2 separate regions of the Callithrix jacchus genome follow, and region 1 is linked to region 2. The links are chromatin contacts, called in public Hi-C maps. All regions are on one chromosome and are shown on one strand. Each heading gives the region's core, a stretch centred on a gene start, on an enhancer-like site or on the middle of the called end of the contact. The rest is flanking DNA. Distances are from core to core; before and after follow the strand shown.

Evidence for each region. A called contact is a pair of places that touch in the nucleus more often than the background predicts.
Region 1: a Hi-C map of skeletal muscle shows a contact between it and region 2, with 10 times the contacts expected there. The contact joins the promoter of ZAR1L here to the enhancer-like site in region 2. A contact is called at or near these places in 3 of 3 Hi-C or Micro-C datasets (induced pluripotent stem cells and skeletal muscle).

The regions. Positions count from the first base shown.
Region 1 is chr5:151,531,551-151,535,328 of calJac240_pri, forward strand. It overlaps ZAR1L (zygote arrest 1 like), which reads right to left and starts at 2,214. Exons shown (of 4, transcript XM_002748958.7): 1 at 1,574-2,214; 2 at 972-1,064. The coding sequence starts at 2,212.
Region 2 is chr5:151,110,370-151,114,173 of calJac240_pri, forward strand. The region is part of intron 1 of FRY (FRY microtubule binding protein); the gene reads left to right. Among named protein-coding and RNA genes, the nearest start is that of FRY, 66 kb to the left of the region's middle. Within about 2 kb of position 2,087, at least 3 of the 16 cell types and tissues checked have an H3K27ac peak or open chromatin away from gene starts, as enhancers often do.

The sequences.
Region 1 (3,778 bases), core at 964-3,463, 420 kb after region 2:
ACATTCAAATGCTTACAGAGGTTAATAACATCCTGCCGGCCGGGCGCGGTGGCTCACGCCTGTAATCCCAGCACTTTGGGAGGCCGAGGAGGATGGATCACGAGGTCAAGAGATCAAGACCATCCTGGCCAACATAGTGAAACCCCGTCTCTACTAAATACAAAAAAAATTTAGCCGGGCATGGTGGCACACGCCTGTAATCCCAGCTACTTGGGAGGCTGAGACAGGAGAATTGTTTGAACCCAGGAGGCGGGGGTTGCGGTGAGCCGAGAATGCGCCTTTGCACGCTAGCCTGGGTAACGAGCGAAACTCCGTCTCCAAAAAAAAAAAAAAAACCATCCTGCCATATAGACTGCTGCAAAACGAGCTGCACAGGCCAAGGAAAAGGAGACCAAGACTTAGGGCAGCCTGCTGTTCTCATTCTCAAACGAGGGTCTATAATGAATAGAGCCTATGATATTCATGAAAATGCAGAAATGCAGAATTTAACGTGAAGTCTTTTCCAATCTTAATATGTTGGCAATTAAATTAGGAAGGGGACAAAAGAAACCTTCCACGTAGCCTAAGTCAGTCTCTTACAGGCTCATCTTTACAGTAAGTTTTTTCACTTATTGCCCCACCTTGTGGACAAACGTGGAAATTTCCTAGCGCTAAGGCCCAGACCTTTTCCAAAGGTACCAACTAAAAAACGATTACAAAAACTTCCAATGTAGACAAGGACAAAGGTTCATCTAAGTAACCTGACATTTTGTCAAATATAACACCAGAATCTGGTTCGGAAACTCGGGTGGACAGTCCGATTCGGCTCCATTCAAACATTCGTTCAGCACTTCCCACACACCTGGCACTGGGGATGCCACCAGGATCAAGACAGGACTGTGAGAGCCAAGCTCCCTCAGGAATCAGATTCTTCCCCGCTTACATCTGTGCCCACCCCATTCTCCTCTCACCTGCCACTCACTTTTACTTACCTTGTTAGTTCCAGAAATGCACCACACGTAAGCACTCTCCCACCTGGTCTTACAATCTTTGCAGTGAAAATAGCCGTATTTTGGTTCCAAAACCTGAAATTAAAGGGGGAAAGTACTTTACCATCATGCAAAGACCAGATCTTTCTTTCCTCACGGCTTTGTATAAGGAAAATATAACTTGTTTAACCTCACGATATTCTCAAAACTGCATTAATTCAGTTTCTCATCTCTCTTAAAGATGACGCTCGCTGCCGTCTTTTGTACTTTTCCAATTCATTTTCCACAATGCCAGCGGCAAATCTTCCCAAAACGAAAGTCTGATTTCATGTTTCACAGACTTGAAGCCCTTCTTTGTCTCCAAATTCCCCAAGAGCAGTGGTTGCCAGTCTGTTGGTTTTCATAGGCTTACCTGGGTGGGCACCTACTTTACTCAAAACTTACCAAACATACAGGCCACGTGAAATACATGTTTTTAGAGCTCCCTCTCCTTCTCCAAGTACATGGAGGAAGAGAGAGAAGATTTTGCTTTTATTGCCCCCATAGATGAAAAAGGAGGGAGAGGATGGGGCTGACCGAGGACTAAGAGGGAAGAGAGGGTCCACCTGGAAGTTAGACCTCCGAAGCGGCTTCGCGGCAGTGTCTCCAGGCGCCTGCTTGCTGCGCGGGGCGTCTTTCTCCCCCGATTCCTCCAGCTGCCCGGGTTCCTCCTGCCATTCAGCTTCGGACCTTGATGGTGGTGACAGCGGCTGGCTGGCCTCCGCAGGACCCGAGAGTGCCTTGCTCTCCCTCTCATCCTCATCCCTCCGCAGGCAGATCAAGCCCCCGTGGCCCGTGGCAGGCGAAGTGACCCCGCACGCTGGCAGGGGGTTCCGGGGGTCTCTGACGTCCCAGGAGGAGCAGCTGCTCAGGGTGCGAGGCCCCAGCGAGCACTGTACAGCCTTGTCCACCCGCGGGCTCACCTGCACGCCCACCTCCTTGGTGTTGGCTTTACACAGCCGCGGGCTCAGGCTGGGATTCATCTGGGAGAGAATGGCCTTAAGCTGCGCCCTCTTGTAAGGGTCCATGCAGTAGTCAGGAGCGTTCGCCGGCACCAGGAGCCCTGGCCTAGCCAGGAAAACAGGGGGAACCATATTTTGTCTCCAGTCGGGCTGTTTATGCCCTGAGAGTCCAGGCTGGCCTAAAGGTACTGTGTTCCCATAGCCCTGGTACAAGCCATGGGGAACACGGACAAAGCGCTCCATCCGCTCAGCAGGTGCTCAGGCGCAGCCTAATATCCTACTGCGGTTTGTGTCCTTATTTTGCCTTCCTCCTTCACCCGCCCCTTCTTTCTCCTGATCAAGTTGGTTCAGATTAATTCCTGGCTTCTCCATTTATTTTAGATTCTAATGGGAGCTGCTGCCTATTACCTTGATTGAGGGAGAGAAGCTCTATCTACAGACGTCTAATTGCCACCTGTTTCCTACCTAATTGATTTTCCCTATCTCTTCAATTCACTGTTTGGGAATCTTTTTTCAAAGCTGTTTTTGATTTCCAGCTTATTCACACACATGCTTTAGTTAGTGACTCATTCATTTATTCCTGCAGTGACCATTCTAAAGATCCTTTGTAAGGTAATGTGGTAATGTTAATTGGTACAGACATTATAGACAACAGTATGAAGGCTCCTCAAAAAAGTAAACAGAAGGCCGGGCGCTGTGGCTCACGCCTGTAATCCCAGCACTTTGGGAGGCCGAGGTGAGTGGATCACGAGGTCAAGAGATCGAGACCATCCTGGTCAACATGGTGAAACCCTGTCTCTACTAAAAATACAAAAAATTAGCTGGGCATGGTGGTGCCTGCCTGTAGTCCCAGTTACTCAGGAGGCTGAGGCAGGAGAATTGCTTGAACCCAGGAGGCGGAGGTTGCGGTGAGCTGAGATCGCGCCATTGCACTCCAGCCTGGGTAACAAGAGCAAAACTCCGCCTCAAAAAAAAAAAAAAAAGTAAATAGAAGTACCAGATAATCCAGCAATCCCACTACTGGGTATTTACTCAAAGGAAATGAAATCAATATCCTGAAGCGATATCTTCACTTCGTTGTTTATTGTAGCATTATTCACAATAGCCAAGTTATGGAACCAACCTAAGTGTCTGTTAACAGATAAATGGATAGAGAAATTGTGGCATGTATTTATACAATGGAATATTACTCAGCCTTAAAACAGGAGATCCTGCCATTTGCAACAAATTGGGTGAAACTGGAAGGATATTACACAAAGTGAAATAAGCCAGATAGAAAAATACTGCTTAAACTCACTGATATGTGGAATGTGAAAAAGTCAAATACATACAAGCAGAAAGTAGAATGGTGGTTACCAGGGACAGGAAGTTGGGAGGCATGGAGAGAGATTGGGCAGAGCCTATAAAGTTACAGTTAGAACAAATGAGTCTAGAGATCTAATGTATGGCACAATGACTACAGTTAACAATACTGTATTTTATACTGGAAATTTTCAAAGAGATATTTCAGGTGCTCTCACCGCACACAAAAGAAAATTATGTTAATTGTTTGACTGTAGTAATCATCTCACTATGTACACATATCAAAATATCATGTTGTGCACATTAAATATATATACAACTCAGAAAATAATGGTTTTTTGTTTTGTTTTGTTTTTTGAAATGGAGTCTCCTCACTCTGTCTCCCAGGTGGGAGTGCAGTGGCATGATCTCAGCTCACTGCAACCTCCTGGGTCTACCTCCTGGGTTCCAGCGATTCTCTCTTTTCAGCCTCCCAAGTAGCTGGGATTGCAGGCGCATGCCACCACA
Region 2 (3,804 bases), core at 837-3,336:
CCCTACTTTCCCCAGTAGTTCTCTGGGTACCATACTCTCCTGAGTTCTTCATACTTCACTGGCTGCTTCTTTCCTGTCTTCTTGGATGGCTTCTCCACCCTTGTCCAACTACTACATGCTGAATGCTCCAAGACACTGGGTCCCAAGACCCCTCCTCTTCATTGTCTATGAGGTCATCTCCTCCAATCCCATGTGCTAATAATACCCAGATCTTTATCTATGGCCCCGCATCTCCCCAAAATATTCAACTCAAGTCCGAAATGCATCTGTGTGGACATCTCGGAGACATCGCAGGTTTAACCTGGCCAAAATTAAAGTTGATTCTGTATCACATACCTGTTCCTTCCCCAGTTTTCCCATTTCAGTAGATAGCACCAACATCCAACATCCAGACAAAAAAATCTAAGGCTTATTTTGATTATTTTCTTATTTTCGCCTTCCACATTCAGCCTATCCTATTAAACCTGCCTCGCAAACGGATCGCAGTCTATCTAATCCTTTCTGTTTCCGTTATCAGCCCTCCAGTCCTAATCCCTGTTTTCTTTCGCCCTCGCCTACTGTAAGAGCCTCCCAGTTTTGTCTCCCTCCTCCTATTCTTGTCTCCCTTCCATCACTTCTCCACACGGTAATGATCTTTTAAAATAATAATAATACTGGATCACTCTCTCCTCCCCATGTATAATTCCCCTTTGGCCTCCTATCTCGTTTGCAGTGAGATCCAGACTCTGCCTGGTTTACGAAACCCCTGCATCATCTGGGCCCTGTCTAATTCTCCAGTATCATTTTGCATCGCTCTTCAACCCCAACCAAACTCTGGTTTACTTTTTATTTTTGTAACACACCAAGTGTGTTCCTACCATAGAGCCTTTACATGTGCTGTTTCTAGGCTGGATGCTCTTAACCCTAATCTGTGCATGGCTGGATCCTTCTTAACATTCATGTCTCAGCCTCATTCACTCCTCATAGAAGTCTCCCTGACACCCAGCCTATTAGGTTGGTACAAAAGTAATTGTGGGTTTGCCATTACTTTTGCACCAGGCTAATAAAACAGTTACTCACTGCCATGTTACTATGTCTTAATTCTCTGCAATGTATTTGTTTTGCTATTTGACATTTTCTTATGTATCTATTAATTTTTCCTTTTTAGTCCGTGTGTGTGTGTGCTCACACATAATCATATTATCAGCTTTTGAGAGCAGAAGTCTTTCGGTCTTATTCACCACAATAACCTCAGTGCTTGGAACAGTGCACATAGTAGGTGCTCAAAAAACACACTTTGAACAAATGAATAAACCAATTTAAGCAGCAGGAAAATCTGTTAAATGGGAACTGGGTGACATTTTCTCTTTTATTTCATGGCAATGTCGTGGCTGATTTAGCCAAATTTCTACGGACTAACCGAGAAAATAAAATTGAACCATAGAAAATAAAATTGAAACACATCATTTGGCTGATTCGGTTCATGGAATCCCCTTTCTTCTAAATTTGTGATCAAGCCCACAATAAAGAAGAAAGAAACATGATGGCACTGGACATCTGATAAGTTTCTGATGAGATACATGGCAGGTTAATGCAACTTGATGACATGACCTTTGTGCCCATACCACTGCTGGGTCTTCGTTCATACAATGAGACTGTAGTAAACTCTAAGTAGGTTCTGACAGAGATGGAAAGCTTGGAGTGCAAAGAACGTGGGGATGCTCCCGCTCTTTTCCCATTTTGTTTCCTCCTCTTTGCTGATGCAAGATGAAGTGGGAAGTACAGCAGGACAAGGAGTGAGATCCGTGCTCAGAGTAGCTGTATTACGGGTTCTCGCATGGCTAGAACTCCTATCTGCATGGGATTATCTGACTCTCAGCTAAGATACAGTGTTTCCCTAAGGTGATTTTGGAGGCCAAGCCCATTTACACATATAGAAATTCAGGAGCAAGGAACTTTCTACGTATTTGTCAAGGAAGCACTGTTTATGGTGTTCTAATCACTTGGCACTCTTAAGACTGTAATTATAGAGGTTTAAGAAGAATATAGGCCATTTCTTCTGACTTATTCTTTTGAGGTTTAGAATTGAAAATAGTTTGATCCCTTTTTTCAGCCTCCTCAGAGATAAGTTACATGGCCTTTAGCCAGTTCCCCATTCTTCCTTTCTCATTTCACAATTGCAAATGCTACGGGGTAGTTTTCCTCTGTTTTGAGCCCCGCCCTTCCTGTTGCTAAGCAGATGAACTGGGTTACATAAATTGTCAATTTCTCAGCTGTGACAATGAAAAAGACAGGACAACAGTAGACAGAAGTGAGGACAGCTGCTTCTAGCACTTGGAATGTAGGATTAGATGATGAAGGGATCAAAAGGAAATAGGTGCAGTTAGCATGAGTAAAAAGACACAATTCTGTTACTTTAATACAAACTCTGTTACCATTTGAGTATATTTCCTTCAGAGATTTGTATTCATTATGTTAGAGTAGAGTTATTTGGGTTTTTTTTCCCTTTATGCCTACTTACAATTTACATGCTCTTATCTTTTGTTTTACAATATTTGTGAGTTGCAGTTATTATTTTAATATTTCAGGTTAAGTTGACTTTTAAATATAGAGTCAGTTTTAAATTTGTGTGTTTTAAAGGGGCATATTTGCATTTCTGACCCACACACAAAAAAAAGACTAACATCACTCGTGACAATAAATTTTCAGTGATCTAATTTTTACAATTTTTTTTAACCAAAGCATGTTTAATAAGGGCCGGTATCCACCAAACATCCGGCTCTTATCGTGTCACCTATAGCTTCCCATGGAAATTTTCTACAAGACAAACATTGGCTGGGATTACAGAGATTTCCTTTTCAAGCCCTCATGTTTAATCAACTCCACTTACCTGTGTGGCCTTAATAAGCATAATGCCAACTCCAGCTCCCCAGAGTGAGGTAAACAGGATGTATGGGCATAATTAGCAAATCATTTGGTTGTAAGATGTTGTAAGATCCACATATTTGGTTTCTTTAATGAGGCATTTCTCTTCAGACACATCAGTGGTTTCCCAAAATGCTCCTTTGCAAATAGCTATACAAACAGCAAATAATGAACTCCAAACGGTGTGCTGCAAGTGGGACACCAGAGGGCGCTAGAGTAATGTCATAATGTGCCTCTGCTTTTCTCTTAGCCTTGCTATTAAAAAAATGAAAGCTTTTAAAATAATACACTGCCTGTCTTGAAGACATTTATTTGAAGTTATATAATGTAGCTTTATGATTTGAGTCAAACATTTATTATTTATCATTCCAGTCAGTGTCTTCTCAAAAGCAGGTCTTTTATTCCCATGCTGAATTTTAGAAAAGAAATTCTAACAATAATCTCCTCTAAAACTTTTTTTTTTTAAGGAAAACACATTCTTATTCTTCCAAGATTGTGACTTTGTCCTCTCCCAAGAGTTAGTCGCATGTCTTAAAACATTTAGTAGTTCTAGTCTGCTAGATATGGAGGAAATGAATTATTTCTAAACTTACTTTTAGAAGCACAGAATGTGGGCATTTGATCGGTATTTGTCTACTGTTGAGTTTAAAATAAAACATATGAATGCATCAGGATAAAGTGGCAGTGCCGAAAAAATTAAGTTGTTAGAAAATTAAATTTATGTTTGTTAATGAAAGCAACCTTTTTGGTGTGGCCAGAAGGTTTATTATCTAGTGTTAAGCTATCTTAAAAATCAGAAGTATTTTTGTTCAACATAATTTACTGAAAAGTGTGTATAGTATGCCTAATATGTACATGTCTAAAATTGCTCTTAGTGACGAAAGATTCCCATGGTAGATG